2 separate regions of the Mus musculus genome follow, and region 2 is linked to region 1. A link is a contact called in public HiChIP or PLAC-seq data. All regions are on one chromosome and are shown on one strand. The core of a region is the stretch at or near the end of the contact, and the rest is flanking DNA. Distances in the headings are between cores, read along the strand shown. Region 1 overlaps Elovl7 (ELOVL family member 7, elongation of long chain fatty acids (yeast)). Region 2 overlaps Pde4d (phosphodiesterase 4D, cAMP specific).

Evidence for each region. HiChIP or PLAC-seq counts read pairs in DNA pulled down with a chosen protein or histone mark.
Region 2: a FOXA1 HiChIP or PLAC-seq map of pancreatic cancer cells shows a contact between it and region 1. The contact joins two enhancer-like sites. A contact is called at or near these places in 4 of 115 datasets of contacts at active chromatin or transcription factors (acute myeloid leukemia, embryonic stem cells, large pre-B cells and 1 more).

The regions. Positions count from the first base shown.
Region 1 is chr13:108,225,326-108,232,774 of GRCm38.p6, reverse strand. The region is part of intron 1 of Elovl7 (ELOVL family member 7, elongation of long chain fatty acids (yeast)); the gene reads right to left. Among named protein-coding and RNA genes, the nearest start is that of Elovl7, 15 kb to the right of the region's middle. Within about 2 kb of position 3,399, at least 52 of the 459 cell types and tissues checked have an H3K27ac peak or open chromatin away from gene starts, as enhancers often do. A contact at or near this core is called in pancreatic cancer cells, where this site is marked.
Region 2 is chr13:109,236,545-109,243,875 of GRCm38.p6, reverse strand. The region is part of intron 3 of Pde4d (phosphodiesterase 4D, cAMP specific); the gene reads right to left. Among named protein-coding and RNA genes, the nearest start is that of Mir582, 85 kb to the left of the region's middle. Within about 2 kb of position 1,280, at least 92 of the 459 cell types and tissues checked have an H3K27ac peak or open chromatin away from gene starts, as enhancers often do. A contact at or near this core is called in pancreatic cancer cells, where this site is marked.

The DNA.
Region 1 (7,449 bases), core at 2,150-4,649:
GCTGTTCCAAGGGTGAAGGGAACTCTGCATTGGGGTGCCATTGCTGTAACGTCTGTGGAATGAACTGGCAAAACCCAGCAGGGTACAAATGGTCTCTGTGTGTCCTTACATTTGTCTGAAGGGCACAGACGTGAGGTTTGTTTGCTATGATAATCAGTAACAGGAAAGAAACGGAAACACTCTCCGAGTGGCCACCAATATGAGACTTTAATAAACTGGTATATTCTTACTATGAAATAACATTTCATAAAAGGAATGGAGTTATAAAAAGTAAGGAACTAAGTCCTTTTATCTATGTTGCTATGAAATTATCACTTCATATGAATATAGTAAGGCTGGGCACAGGGGGAATGACTTCCTTGTATGTACAAAATGTCTCTGGAGAGTAATAAGCAGCTGATGACATCTGTTACCTATTTAGACAAAGTTAAAGATTAAAATTATAATACATGTTTATTAATGGGGACCAAATTGCATGGACACACACATAAGGGAGTGAATTAAGCAGTGATTACCTCAATTACACATTTACTGAGCACTTGGTAAGGGTGTGAAGCCACGGCACACTAAAAACCAGTAATCTACTGCTGGAGAACAAAGCTTCATCGGCACAGGGTGAAATCACAACCAGACACCATGGTTTTAAGAAACCTTAGCATAGCTGGAAGGGACAATAGATGCCTGTATCTCTAATACTAGGGAGGAAGAGACAAGAGGATTAGGGATTCAAAATCATCTTTGGCTACACTGAAAGTGTAAGTCCAGCCTAAGACACATGAGACTATCTCAAAATGCAAAACTAAACAAAAAAAAAGACAATTTGATATAGACCTCAATATACTAAACACTATCTAACAGACATCTGATGGTATTTTTCCTTACGGCTCACTCTCTTCCTCATTATACAAACCCAGGACCCAGCTTGGAATCTTTTTTGGTCCTGTTGTTGTTTAAGATAGCATGTCATTTAGTCCAGGTTAGTTTTGAACTTGCTATGCAGCTAAGGATGACTTTGAACCTCTGATCCCCTGCTTCCATCTCTCAAGTGCTCAGATTACAGGCATGCACCACCACACCCAGCTAAACTGGACTGAGGATTGAACTCAGAGCCTGGTGCACGCTGTATAAGCAGTTCACCAATGGAATTACATGCCCTCCTTCCTCACCTGCAGTCTAGACTCTTAAGTCAGTATCAAAATGTATATGAATGAATGAATGAATGAATGAATGACTAAGTGAACAGATAAAGCAAAGATGGACGCACAGAATGGGTAAATGGTCTGATGGCTTGAAAGAATGGAAGCTGAAGGGCTATGATTCATTTTCTCTCTCTCTCTCTCTCTCTCTCTCTCTCTCTCTGCATATATATATGTGTGTGTGTGTGTATGTATATATAAATGTATATATATGTGTGTGTGTGTGTGTGTGAGAGAGAGAGAGAGAGAGAAAATCTGATACCTTTGTACTTCCATGAAAAAATGAGAGAAGCCAAAGTACACATATTTAAGAACTGTGATGATAATCCTTCCACAATTAGATAATTGCCATTGTGGTAGACAAAACAAAGCTCCCTTATAACAGGTATTCATGGCCTAACCCGTGACTACGCTACATGGCAAAACAGTCTACCAATGTAATTAAGGTGACAGGTCTTAAAATAGAGATTAGCCTGGATTGCCATGGTAAGCTCTAGGTAATTACAGAAGCAGTTTAAAAAAAAAAAAGTATTGTGCCTGGCTAGGCACAAATCACTGATGCCCTCAAGACTCCAGGCCAATACTCAGAAATTAGAAAGAGGCACACACACATGTTACCCTTTTCTGACTGCCCAGGAAATGAAGACTCTTGTAGCCACACAGGAGGAGAGTGCCCCTGCAATGTGGCTGACCTCAGAAGTGTTCCCCCAGGAGCTGAATCGGGGGGTGATGAAGATAGTTCATAAGGTCGAGGCACTTGCCACCAAACCATCCCAGGAAGCCATACAGAGGAAGCAGAGAACTAACTACAAGTGGTCCTCTGACCTATACATACATGTATATGAATGTGTTTTTGCAGCATACATGAGTCCGTGCACGCACATATATACACACACAGATAAATAAATGCACAATATTGATAAAATGAGCCCAATAAGCCAATACTTTGATTTGGGCCTAGTGAAACATAGCAGAGAAATCAGCCATACCAAGCAGGACTTCTGGTATGTTAATAAATGTACGCTGTCTAGATCTACTGACTTTGTGATGCAATAAAAATGAGTACACTGAATGTTTTAACCTAGCAACCATTTGTTGAGTCTGTTCCAAGTGCGAGGCCTTATGGCAAGTGTTTGGGATGAAAAACTTGGTGGGATTGTCTCATCAACTCACAAGCATATAAGCCCAGTGAATTCTATTATGACGGGCATAGCATCAGACTCTTGACCGCACCTCCAACCCCTTCCTCTTTTATGACGAACTCTCCCATTGGCCTGGATCAATAACCCATCACAGTATTGCCAGCCATCTCCAAACTTTATTGAGCCCCAAAGACTCTGTGATTCATTCCGCCTCAGTGGTATTTTCTCCCGTGAGCTCCTTTCTCCTTCCTTCCACTTCCATTTACGGTGCCTGGTCCACACTAATCTCTCACCTGGATTGCTTCTGTAACTTATTAACCAGACTTCCTGACTTGGCGGCTTTCCATTTTCTTCAGTGCCACCAGAGTCATCTAATAAGGATTAAGTGGACTATTTTGTGCCCAGTGTTTCATTTAAGACAGCCTATAGTGAAAGAAAAGAAAAGAAAAGAAAAGAAAAGAAAAGAAAAGAAAAGAAAAGAAAAGAGAGAGAGAAAGAGAAAGCCTTACAAAACCCGTGCTTGCTTCAAATCTCAATGCCTAGAGAGAATCTACAACACAAGCCATTGTGAAGGTGTTGATTGAACAAAGGAGCTCAGCCCACTGTCTCTAGCCTTCTCTCTTGCCTTCTAGCACACCCCATGATGCTTCTTTTGTTCTGGATCAGTCACAAAAGGACCCACCATAAAGATATGCTTCAATCCCCCCCCCCCCCCCATAACTATAAAGCTTTAACCACATGGCTAGTTAAGGTTGTAGCAGGCTTTGGGTTTCCCTTTTAGCTGAACTATTCAGGAACACCATTAGTGTGCCTGGTGCAGACCCTTCTTCTATCGTGGCTTACAGCAGAGGTGATGAGAATGTGCAAACTGTCTGCTACTACTGTGGCAGAAACCAGGTCCAGAAATCAAAGGTAACCATTTAGAGATGCTCCCAGAAATCTGACACCCCTGTGACAGGAAAGAATGAAACACTTGCTGAAGTCGGTTCAGACTAGCTGAGGTGTTGCTGAGTTGGTGAGGTGAGTCACCTCTGGTGCAACTCCCTTAGTCACTCTGAGTAATAGGACCATTTATTGATCCAGGCTAGGAAAACACAAACAGATAAAATCCCCAATGGCCCACCGCCACGGTTTGAGCAGTTCAAGTAGTTTGAAAAGTATTCATTCACTGCCCTCCAGTATGTGTTCATGTTACTCCTCTCTTGAACCCTGTTTCCAGCATGGGACAATACAGTCATCCAGAAAGTATCAGTGAATAGACTATTAAAGATGTGAGTGTTTTTTAAAAAGCTTTGTGGGCAGATCTGAGATCTGAACTATTTCTTAAGGGATGGTAGGGATTGGGTACTTTCTGGCAGTAGAATGAATAAGCCTCCTGAGGATGGAGAGGAGACTAACAGTGTGACACGATGCTGTAGCAATGGGGACCTTCCCAAAGGACTTTCCCCCTCTTTGAAAAGCTCAGTAAGTGACTGAGACCCCACACGCGTCGCCACCTTCCACCACACTCACAACCCACTTACTACAGAACAACTCCCGCAACACAGACTCTACAGGTCTCAGCTGTAGCCCAAGAGAGAGATGACTAGAAGGGGGTGGTGGCCCCAATGGCAGAGAAGAGCAAGTGTAGTCTAACAGCACTCACCTCTGAGAAATGAGTAAAAGCTCTCAACAAGGGCACAGCTTGGCAATGCATATGTCACCGTAGTGGGCACAGTCAAGAACTATCCATGAAGCAACATAGATGGGTTTGGTAACTCAGTCACAGTAGAGAATGACGAAAGCTTCCAAGGTTGGGGCTACCAGGTAAGATAAGCAACAGCAACAGAGAAACAGGTTTTTAAGAGAGCAGAACATTGGGAAACCATGGTGTGACAACCTTACTCATCGTTCAGGTGGAGATGCTCAGCAGGTGTTCAGGAGGAAGGTCCAAGAAGAAAGTTCTGTGGATTTAAAAGACTTCCTGATCTAGTTGGGGATAAAACTCCAGTAACAGATGTGTGAGAAAGATGGTTATCTAAGGATAGAGCCATGGAGAATATCACTATTTAAGGAGTGTGCTGGGGGAAAGACTCTCAGAGATGGAGAGGAAAAGGAAATGTGGAAAAGACGCAGAGTATGTATAGAATCACAAAACCAGAAGGGAGAATAAAGCAGTGAAGTCAGTCAGTGTGTTAGACAGGTCAAAATGGCCCCTACTGAAACCCCTATGGCTTAGGATAGGGAAAGAAGGCTGACTCTCAAGGCAGAAGCCAAATGTTAAGATAGGAAAGATGAATGACAGACAACCCTGAATCAGCCAACTTCAACAGCTACTAGTCATGAAAGCGAGAGAAGAGGGAAAATGGGCAAAATCAAGCTTTTTATCATTCTTTTGGTATTGGTGTCTTGGACTTTTGAGTTGGTTTTTTTGGTTGGTTGGTTGGTTGGTTGGTTGGTTGGTTGTTTTTTTGTATACTACAGGTGGGCTGCCAATTCTGCTATTAGCAGAGGCTAGCTCTGAACTTGCGGTTGTCACCTTGCCTTAGCTTCCCAGGAATACTTTTCCACCAGGGCAACCATGAGCTTCTTCTCCTCTGAGGAAGGGTAATGTGAAGAAGGGTGTGATGGAAATGATTTCATAGACAGCAGGAATGCTTCCTAGGGCCCCAGTATGAGACAGGGCCCCTTTGCCAAGCACTCATAGCAATGATCACAAGCTGGGTTGCCTAAGTGACCTGCACATATGCATCTGGAGCGGGCATGGGCTTACTTATCTGTGCACTCTATGCCCAACACTTGGCACGACCTCAGTGAAATGAAAGCAAAAAGCATTAAAAGGATTTCACCAACAAAATCTTCTTGTTGTTGTTGTTGTTTTCTATCAAAGTAGGTAATGACATCAAATGCTGAAGGTTATAAAATGTAGTTAAGTAGGAGGGTCCCTTCTGGCCCTGCTTTGGTGAAGGGTCTCACTACGTAGCTCTGAGTGAATTTGAACTCAAAATCCTCTTACCTCAGCCTCCTCCAGGGCGGAGATTACAACGAGCTCTATACCATGATGCTTAGCTGGCAGGGGGCTTTTATTTATATTTGTTATATAAATATACTTATACTTATGTGTATATCCATGTGTGTGTATTTAAATCTAGGTCCCACACACTAGAGAAAACATATGATACCTATCTTTCATTCCCATAGGATGATTTTAGAATTAGTGAAAGAACTGTATCATTGTTAGGAGCAATGGGAAGTAAGACTCCTTCATGCTTGCATGCAGAATCATCTGGAGAATATGATGTAATACTGATACTTCCGTCATACTCTAAAATTTCAGATTTAATTGCCCTTGGCCGTGAGCATCTCTGTTCAGTTGAATGGTGTTTGTTTGTTTGTTTGAGACAATGTAGGCTGACACCCACTCATCCCAGGATGAAGTAGGAATGCTTGCTTCATCCACCCAAGTAGCTGAGAATCAGGGCAATGGGGTTTTTTTAATTCACAATGGTTGTGTTATGGGGCCAAGATATAGAGTAACTAAGGGAAAGGATTTAGTAATGTTGGCCAGCGTGTAAGCAAGATTGAAGTCCATCAGTCGACTCTCTGTTTTATCCAATTTTCAAAAACAACTGTTGAGATACTTAGATTACATTCAGGGACAACCGTAGTAATTAACTTAGAGACACTTTGCCAAGTACATATGGAAACAAGACAGAGACGAAGAGGAGACCAATGGAAAACAAAGGTCACTCTAGGACGGTATTGAGGAAGAGCCTTAAGAGATGGAAGGACAGATGCTGCGGCTTAGAGATGAGATGTTAGAGCTAATTACATGCTCCTGGAATGGTCCCAGCTAAGTGCCAACATGGGAAAGAAAGTGGGTGGTGACAGTGACAGAGGTCATCAGTAAAGTTAGACAAGGAAAGCCTAGACTACCCACAGCACAGCACCCAGAAGGACTGGGAAGGCTGCAGAGCAGCAGGAGGCATGGGACTGGAAAGCCATCCACCACCGAAAGGAATGAAGCAGGGAACAACAGATAGGATATAGAGGGAGAGGGAGCAGAAGCCGACCTCAAGAAAGACGTCCAAAACCAGAGATCTTTGCTTCATTTTCCCATGGAGGTGACTTCTTTGCAAATGTGCAAAACAGCAGATGGCAGAAGCCTGGCCAGTTCCCAGACCCAGTGACCCCTTTGAAGATGAGACGAGTTTCCACTTCTTCCACCCAGATATCAAATATGTCAGCCAACGGGCAACTCAGTCATCTAAATGCATTCCTCCGGAATGCAGCCACTTTCCGGAATCAAAGAAAGGTGCACATTTCCTCTGAGGCATTATGGGTCCCTCCAGAAACTGAAATTAAAATTGCAACAAGGGGCTGCCCCAGAAAAGTGATCATGGCAATAGTTATAAATGTGCTCTTAGGGAAATAGAAAATGGTCTTTTTTAGACAATTTATAGGGGGTACTCAAACAGCCTGCATTTTCTTTCTAGATGAATTATTGGTAAAGAACAAGGGAAGAATCCCATCTATTATAGTTTACCCACCACTGTATGATGTCTGAAATAGTTCAATCATTTCTATTCCTTTGAAAAGGCCATCATGGAAACAGTGCTCAGAAGAGGCCACCTTAGTTAAAAGTCTAAATTCTGGACGTGCGCCTGTTGCTTGGGTATTCTGCAGTGGAAGAGAACTGGGGTGTCTCGGGTCTCGGCTAGAGATTCCTTTGCTGTGGTTTTCCTGTGTCCAGTTCTGGTTGCCTAAGTCACCTATGCAACTTGCTTAAAACCCAGGTTCCCTAAAACCCCCTCCCCTCCCTCACCTCTTCCTCCCAACTCCACTCCTCCTTCAGACTGTCTAATAATGCACCTTGGGAGATAAACAAAATTAATCTTGTGTCTATTTATGTCATCCGTTAAGCCTACTGCATAGCCCTTTTTGTGTTTGCCCTTTTTTGGTTTATTTGCAGATGTTTCATGTTGCTTACATGTTTCATGACACTGAGTAATTATTTTAAACTTCTTCGGTGTGACAGTGTGTTACATTTGTTTTTTTAAAGCCCTGATATTTCAGAGATAAACCAAACAAGGTAAAACAAGATTAGCCTTGAGTCTAGTGAGGGTACACCT
Region 2 (7,331 bases), core at 31-2,530, 1.0 Mb before region 1:
AAACAACACAGGGCCACTGGCATCTCAGAAAGTGACCCACCACACAGCAGTCAGGAGTGGTGAGCCACTGAGACCCACCTTGACTTCTCGGGGTTAGTCCAGAAGATGAATATGAGAGAGTAGAATCATTATTTATATCCAGGCAACAGAGGGGTGGCTGTTTTAAGTGTTATCTTGAAACAGATTAGTTTGCAGTGGGTTCTATGGGAAAAATGGAAGCATAATTCTACTTTGCTTCTTTTCTTAAATTTGATGTAGGTATTTTTATATAGCTCTTTTAGATGTGGGGGCTTGGGGATATAGTAATTATATTTCGATCCCAGATACAAAATCAGGGGCTTCACTGTAACTTTACACATGTACTTAAAATGGTTTAATCCCATTCACAAAGGACACTGCCTTGCTTTGTGCAGGACTCCAGCCTTCGGTAGGACAGAAAGTATGTGGTTTGCTTGTGATGCAATTCCTGCATTGGTTGCCCATGACAACGGTTGTTTTCTTCATTAGGTTTTATGTGGTTGGTCAGGTTATGCCAAGAGAATTGTACTCAGAGGAATTATGAGTCTGTTGAATGCCAGCTTTGAGCAGTGATTGCAGTGTGCAGTGGTAGAGAAGTGGCTCTCGGTTTGGTTAAGACAGAAACACAAACTCCTGGGTACCCTGCATAACCTGTGGCTTCTCTCTCCCTCTCCCTTAATATCTGTTTTCCAGCCACTGGAAAATGGCACATGTATGTTCAGAAAGTTCCACTAATCAGTTCTTTTCTGCTGCTCTCTTGTTTCTGTGGCTTCAAGAAGCCTTGAATTGCAATCTCCTGGATGCATCACTGAGAACAACTTAAGTCAACTATAATTTCCAACAGATCCCGAACATGGATTTGGAAAGATCAGGTGTTATTGAAATGAGCTATAATACATTCAGGCTGGAATCCAGCTGCTTCCAGCTTGTCTCCTCCCTCTCTGGGTTAACAAGTGTTTCCAAAGCCACGGGCATTAAGAATCCCGAAACAGCTAATTAACGGAGCCGATCTCCATCACATGAAGCCTGTGTGCTCCAGGCTGATGTGAGACCTCAGCTTCCCCAGGCTATCAGGACGGCGAGGGAGCGCTTGGAATTGGGTTGTGACATTCAGCTCCCTGCCTGTGGCAGAAAATAACCTCCTCAGAGAACAGTACTTTCAACAATGACAAAAAAGGTCTCATGGCCATGACTACGCAAAAGTAAATGAGCATTTCCTCATGTTCAGACTGTGACTCACAAGTGGCCTGTGAGTGGACCAAAGCCTGAGGTATTCCCTTGAAACTGAGTCCAGAGAAACACAGGCTTGGTGAGAGAGTGAGTTAGCTTTGGATCACAACCTTCCAACAGGCAAACAAAACCCAAGTAAAGAGGTATTGCTCTCCTTGTCCAACATTTTTTCCTACTTATCTATAGAATCAAAGATATAATCAAATTTACTTATTTAAAAAAATAAGACAAGTTACAATGAACTGACCAGGTCTTATATATATCTTTTCACAAGTTATGTACTTTAATAATAAAATCTTTTATCATACACAGAAAGATGTTCCCTCGTTCCCCTGGCTCAAACATCTGTCTTCCGTGATCTTAACAAACCTGTCTTTCTAAAACATACCATCCCCTACTTGAACAGACTTGATTTTTTTTTTCATGGTAGATAATATACATGTATTTTCTTATGCTCCTACACCTATCATTACTAGACTCACATCTGCAGAATTTCACTGTAGGCTCACAGACCAAATAGCGCGCCCTTGAGTTCTACAGCTGTCGAAATCTCCATTCCCAACAAGCCCCGCACCTTGAAGGCTGTCACCTCTTCTACCCAGTCACTCATTTCTTTCTTTGTTGAATTTTTGTTCATTCTTAAGACAGTGTTTTAATGTTACTTGCTCTGGGATTATTTACCTCCTTTACTTAGGACTATAGTCTCTACCCCTTTGGTTAACTCTCTTGCCATCCTTATCATGAGGCAAAGTTTGTGAGTTACCTCTTTGAGCTTAATGCTTATATTATTTTTAGAATATCCAGAATGAAATGACAAAGTGCTCCTATGGAAATGGACAAGTGCCTGGATCAAGGATTTAACCAGGTCACTGAACCAGATTATACTTAACTGTACTTTAAAGTCTACAATTAATCTTTTATATACTCTATTTTTTAATGATAAGTTTGAAGTGATAATAAAGAAGTATACCAGTTAGCAGTTAAAATTTGTATTTGACTCCTGCCTTATATGCACACCCCTTCTTTATGCAGATGTCATTAAAGGACTACAGAAGCTACACTAATTGAAATAGAAGAGCTGTGTGTATAGGCAGGTAACTTTCATTTGATGGTTAAGAACATTAAGATTCATCTTCCAAATGCATCATGTCAAGCCCAGAGTTTGGAATGATACTAACAGACTGAATTAGGAGATGATACAAATCATAACCGCTGGAAGAAATATAGGCTGAGTTAAATATGTAACACTAGTATGCACAGTCTAACACTCACCTATAGCAACTAGCTATGTAGAAAAACCAACACGTACAACAATAGAAAAAAGAGCAAATGGAAGACCTTTAAAAATAATTTGAGGGTTTTAAAACAATTTTTTAAAATGCATATTAATGTAAAAATAAAAAAAAAAGACTCGGAATATTTAGAGGATAGTTTTTGAAAAGGTCTGGTGACTGGCCATTCTAAGGTTTAGTGTTTTGTTCTGGAAACTACTCCTTGTGTGGAGAAATGAGCCAGGCACATGGTGCTTAGCCCAGTAACCAAGTCTTAGCTGTCTGAAGGAAAAGGTCACCCTGCACAGGACACAGGAGCAGCTGAGATTTGAACGCATGACCCCACAGGAGGACATGGGGAGAGCACAGAGCACCAAGTGTAGTGACACTGGACAGAATCTGGCACAGACACGACGAGAAAGAGAAATGCTCATGCGTACTGGCGCAGAGGCGGAATGGAAGCAAGGTGTGCTGGGAAGGAAGAGGTGGGGGATGGTAGTGTCTGAGTAGCGCCATGGCCTCCTAAGCCTTGGGGAGTCTGGCTTGGGTCTGGTGGGAGAGCATAAGGCCCTCAAACCTGAACTGGGAACGTTGAGCTATCTTTAGGAGGTCCCGGAAAAAGTTAGATGGACGGCGATGGGAACTGCTCCAGTGGTGTGGGGGAAAGCAACTGGAGAGTAGAGGTTGTACCCTTTGGTGCTTAGGGCTAGAGATAAAGGCAAGGTAAAGGGGAGGAGGGGTTAGAAAGTTTATTTATTAGAAATTTATTACAGGTAATAAGGTGAGTTTTATAAAGAGAAAATTAAAAAAGATGAAATCTAAAATACAACATAAATATGTGTATATATATGCAATATACATATACTAATATATGTGTATTATATCATATACATATACATACACATACACATACACATACACATACACATACATATATATGTGTGTATATAACTTCTAACCAAAAATCCTATTGGCAGAGAGTCAGTGTGCTCCGAAATCAGGATTTGCCTGAACAGATAACAGTTTTCTCGATGGGAACAGAGGTGTTGGTGGGAGAAAGAATAGCAAACTGAGAATCCTCATTCAAGGAAGACTGTCCCAGGGTTGGGAATGACAAATTGTCTCACACAGTGACAATTGTTTCCAGAATAAAAATGAGCAGAAATCCTGTGCTCAGAAGGAAGAACCAACGGCGGCCAGCACTGAGAGGCAAGCGAGCAGCCTCGTGAAGCCTGGTGTCCGCCTGAGCCACAGCCCAGTAGATCAAGCTGCCTGGGCAGGTGTACACGTTGGGCCATTCTGTGTTCCGAGGAAGAAGCTCTTGAATCACGGAGTCAGCGTGAACTCTGTACTCTACCGTATGCGTGATATGCTGTGTACAGTCTGTGTTTCTTGTTGTGCTAAGACTCAAGGTGTTCTGGCTTCTTCTGGATGATAATTAATATGACTTGGAATTATTGCACTTTTATTGGTTTCCCTGCAGCCATACAGTGTACTTAATGAGTCATTATATTTTCGCTTTTATACAAGTGAAAACTCATTTTCAATGTGAGCGAAAAATCATGCCCCTCTATATGTGTTATTTTTCTAAGACGAAAATGAGTCCTTAACTTAATTCCATTAGCCTTGTGTCTGTGGAAGTTTTCTATTTAGTGGCCTCCTCTGTAAGGAGGGAACTGGTGCTCTTCTAGGAATAGAGTTAGATCCGGGTTCGGCTTCACAAAGAATCAGTTCCGGCGCTCTGAGCTCTGTGTATCCAGAACTGCCGCTCTCATTAAAAAAAAAAAAAAAAAAAAAAAAATTGAGTGCCCTGAGCTAACATGGCATCCCGCAGCACAGCCAGTTGAAATGAAGCGGCAGGAAGTGCTCTTTGGTGGGAGTAGGGAGGGGGAAGGGAGAGGAAGTGACATCGTTCCTGTGGGCTCTACTCCACACCAGTGACAGAGGCGCTTGAAGCCCCAGGCAGTTTAAAAAGAACTGAAGAGCACAGAGTATCTCAATGCTCGTCAAAAACAAAGACACGGCAGCTACAAGGGACAGTAAGTAGGTTTGACATAAAGCCCTGAGAACTAAGACTTATAATCATGCATTTTCAAATACTCAAAAAACGAAGTAATGATGGGCATATTTAGAAATGTCACATTTTAGCCTGGGGAGGAAGAAGCCACTTCCCCCACCCCCACCCCCACCCCCACCCCCTCTTAGTGATTGGCCCAGAGTTAAATTTGTCATGGAGATGCTGAAGACTAAATTCACAATTTTACCCATTGCAAAGTCTTCAGGACTTTGTAAAAATAAAACCTGAAACAAGAAAATGACCTCAAGGGTTGAAAAGAAAAAAAAGAAAAAAAAAAAAAAAAAAAAAACGAATAAGCCGTTTCCCAGGAAAGAAAGATTACAGCAAAATCATTGTAGTGTGTATGGAAATTTCAAAGGGTGGTGAAGTGTATTCTGATGCCCAAAGACAATAACAGGATGCTGACCAAAGCTGTTGAGCTGCAAGCAGCTCACTCACCTCAGGACCTACGGAGCCATTGACGTTGCTTTTTCTCTTTCCTCTTCCTCTCTTTGTCCTTATCTTTTTTTTTTTTTTAACCTTTTGCCCTCTGCCTTCTCCTGTCCTCTGTCTTTCTGTTTGTCTTTTAACTGAGCCTAATATAAAATTCATGGTAGCTGATAAGGAAATCCATCTTATATCACGAAAGACTATCCTTCACGTTAACCCTGGACAGGTATAATCTGCCATTTCTTCTGTTCACTTTATTTTCATTGGATGCCATCACAATTCTTCAAAGCTAACCCCGAATGAGTATGGGGTGGGGTTGGGGGAAAACACATACGTGTTACCAATACTCTGTGCAGAGGAAAATGCTCCCCAGCTCTGTGGAAGAAATACTTCTGGAATGCAGCCTCAGACCTGGGGCCCTTCATCCTGTTTATCAAAGCATGATCCACTGTGGCACGTTGGAGGAAACAATGTCAAAAGAAGAATGGGATCCAAGAGAATTCAAGCACACCTCTTATTTTAAAATTCTCCATTAAGTGGAGCTCAGTTCTTTGTAATGCACACACAGTCTAAATACGTTGTCCTTGGATGGAGAACACATCAATTATTAAAAGCCACAAGAAGAAACATTCTACTTGATCTTAGCCAAAGGCTAAAAAGCAGTGACTGTGATAGTGGGAGGGGAGTTCACAGTGTTCAGAGCAGCACAAAGCCACCTTAGAGAACCTGTAGGGGGAATTCTGGCTCCTCTCAGCAGATGGCATTGAACACTTCCTTTAACCTCAGGATCCTGTGCAGCAGAATTCAGACACTGTATCGCTAAGCTTCTTAGAGAAAGAACAACTGGTGGTAAGGCCTAGGCTAAGGCCCCCTCCCCCTATGTCTGTGCCCAAGACTATTCTTTTATATTATGAATGTTATCTGCAGTACTTACTTTATTTATTTCAATACTATTTTTTAGAGTATCTTCTCCATTACAATCAGTCATAAGCTGATCCCAATAAGTTATAAAATTAAATTTTCAAATGTAATCATTAAAAAAAGAAGAAAAAAAAATCAAGTCCCTGCCTCCAAGTTAAAAGCTTCAGGAAGGAGGGGCCTGTCCTGGACTGAGAATCATACAATTTGAATATTTGAATACAAGCTTATCTCTGCCCCTTGTTCCTTAGAGGGCTCTAGGCAACCCACGTAAGCCCCAAGCCTGAACTCTCATATCCTTCCCCACAAAGCAGGAATGGTCCTATTTGGAGATGGTTTGAGTGTGGAAGTGATTAGGAGTGGATAAGGTCATTAGAGTGCAGCGCCCATGACTAAGTCCCGGTGGATTTTAAGAGCAGTGAGACTCTACTAACATTCATATAGATGCTCATTCTTGTCTCCGGCCACCTTGGGACTCAACCTACAAGTAGGCCATTCTTAAACAGTGTTCCTTGCTCAAAACCAAAACTCACATCAAAGTCCACCTCACTTCCTGTTAACTTATCAACTATATTATCTTACGACAGAAAACAGGCTAATGTAAGGGCTTACATTTGTGTCCCATATGGTATACAGATCAGAGGGCCAGCCATTAGAGAAAGTGCCCTGGGAGTGGGGAGAAATATGGCTTCATGGCCAAAGTATTTCCTCACAGTTGTGTGTACCAGGTATGGTGTGTCGTTTCAACATGCAATGTCTAAGTATGTAAAATCTGCCTTATACAGATTCTCGAGGTCACAGATGATTATGCAAGAGAAGAAAGGACAGGAAAAAAAATTCTGCTAAGGTTGGTAAAGGTGGTGACCATTGTTCCAGTTAACTGACAAGAGAGATTTGGATATGCTACCTGAGAAGTCAGGGGCCACTCAAGTAGATGACAGCTGTCTCACCGTGTTGATGGAGAAGGATAGTGTGTTTGCGGATAGCCTGGGCTATCACACTGTGACCCTGCCTGAAAAATCTTCAAACACATTAAATCAATTCATTTCTTTTTATTAGTTATAACATTAGGTATTTGAAACCCTGGCCAAAGTACCACGTGGCCGGCATTGTGCAGAATATCTGGAAAGAGGAAAGAGATGAGTGGGTGTCGGGGGAGGCGAGCAAGTGTAGCAGGGGACTAATATAATAAAAATAAATTATATAAATGTATACAATGTCATAATTATATAAAATTCACATTCAGTAGTAGAGCTAAAGCCATGTGTATGTATATGGTGCATCGGTGCCTCTCTGCATCGAGAAGAACTAGCACAGAGTGAAGGAAGGAATTAGGGTCCTTATGAGGGGACAGGCACTGCTAACAGATAACCAATGTGTGTGGCCTA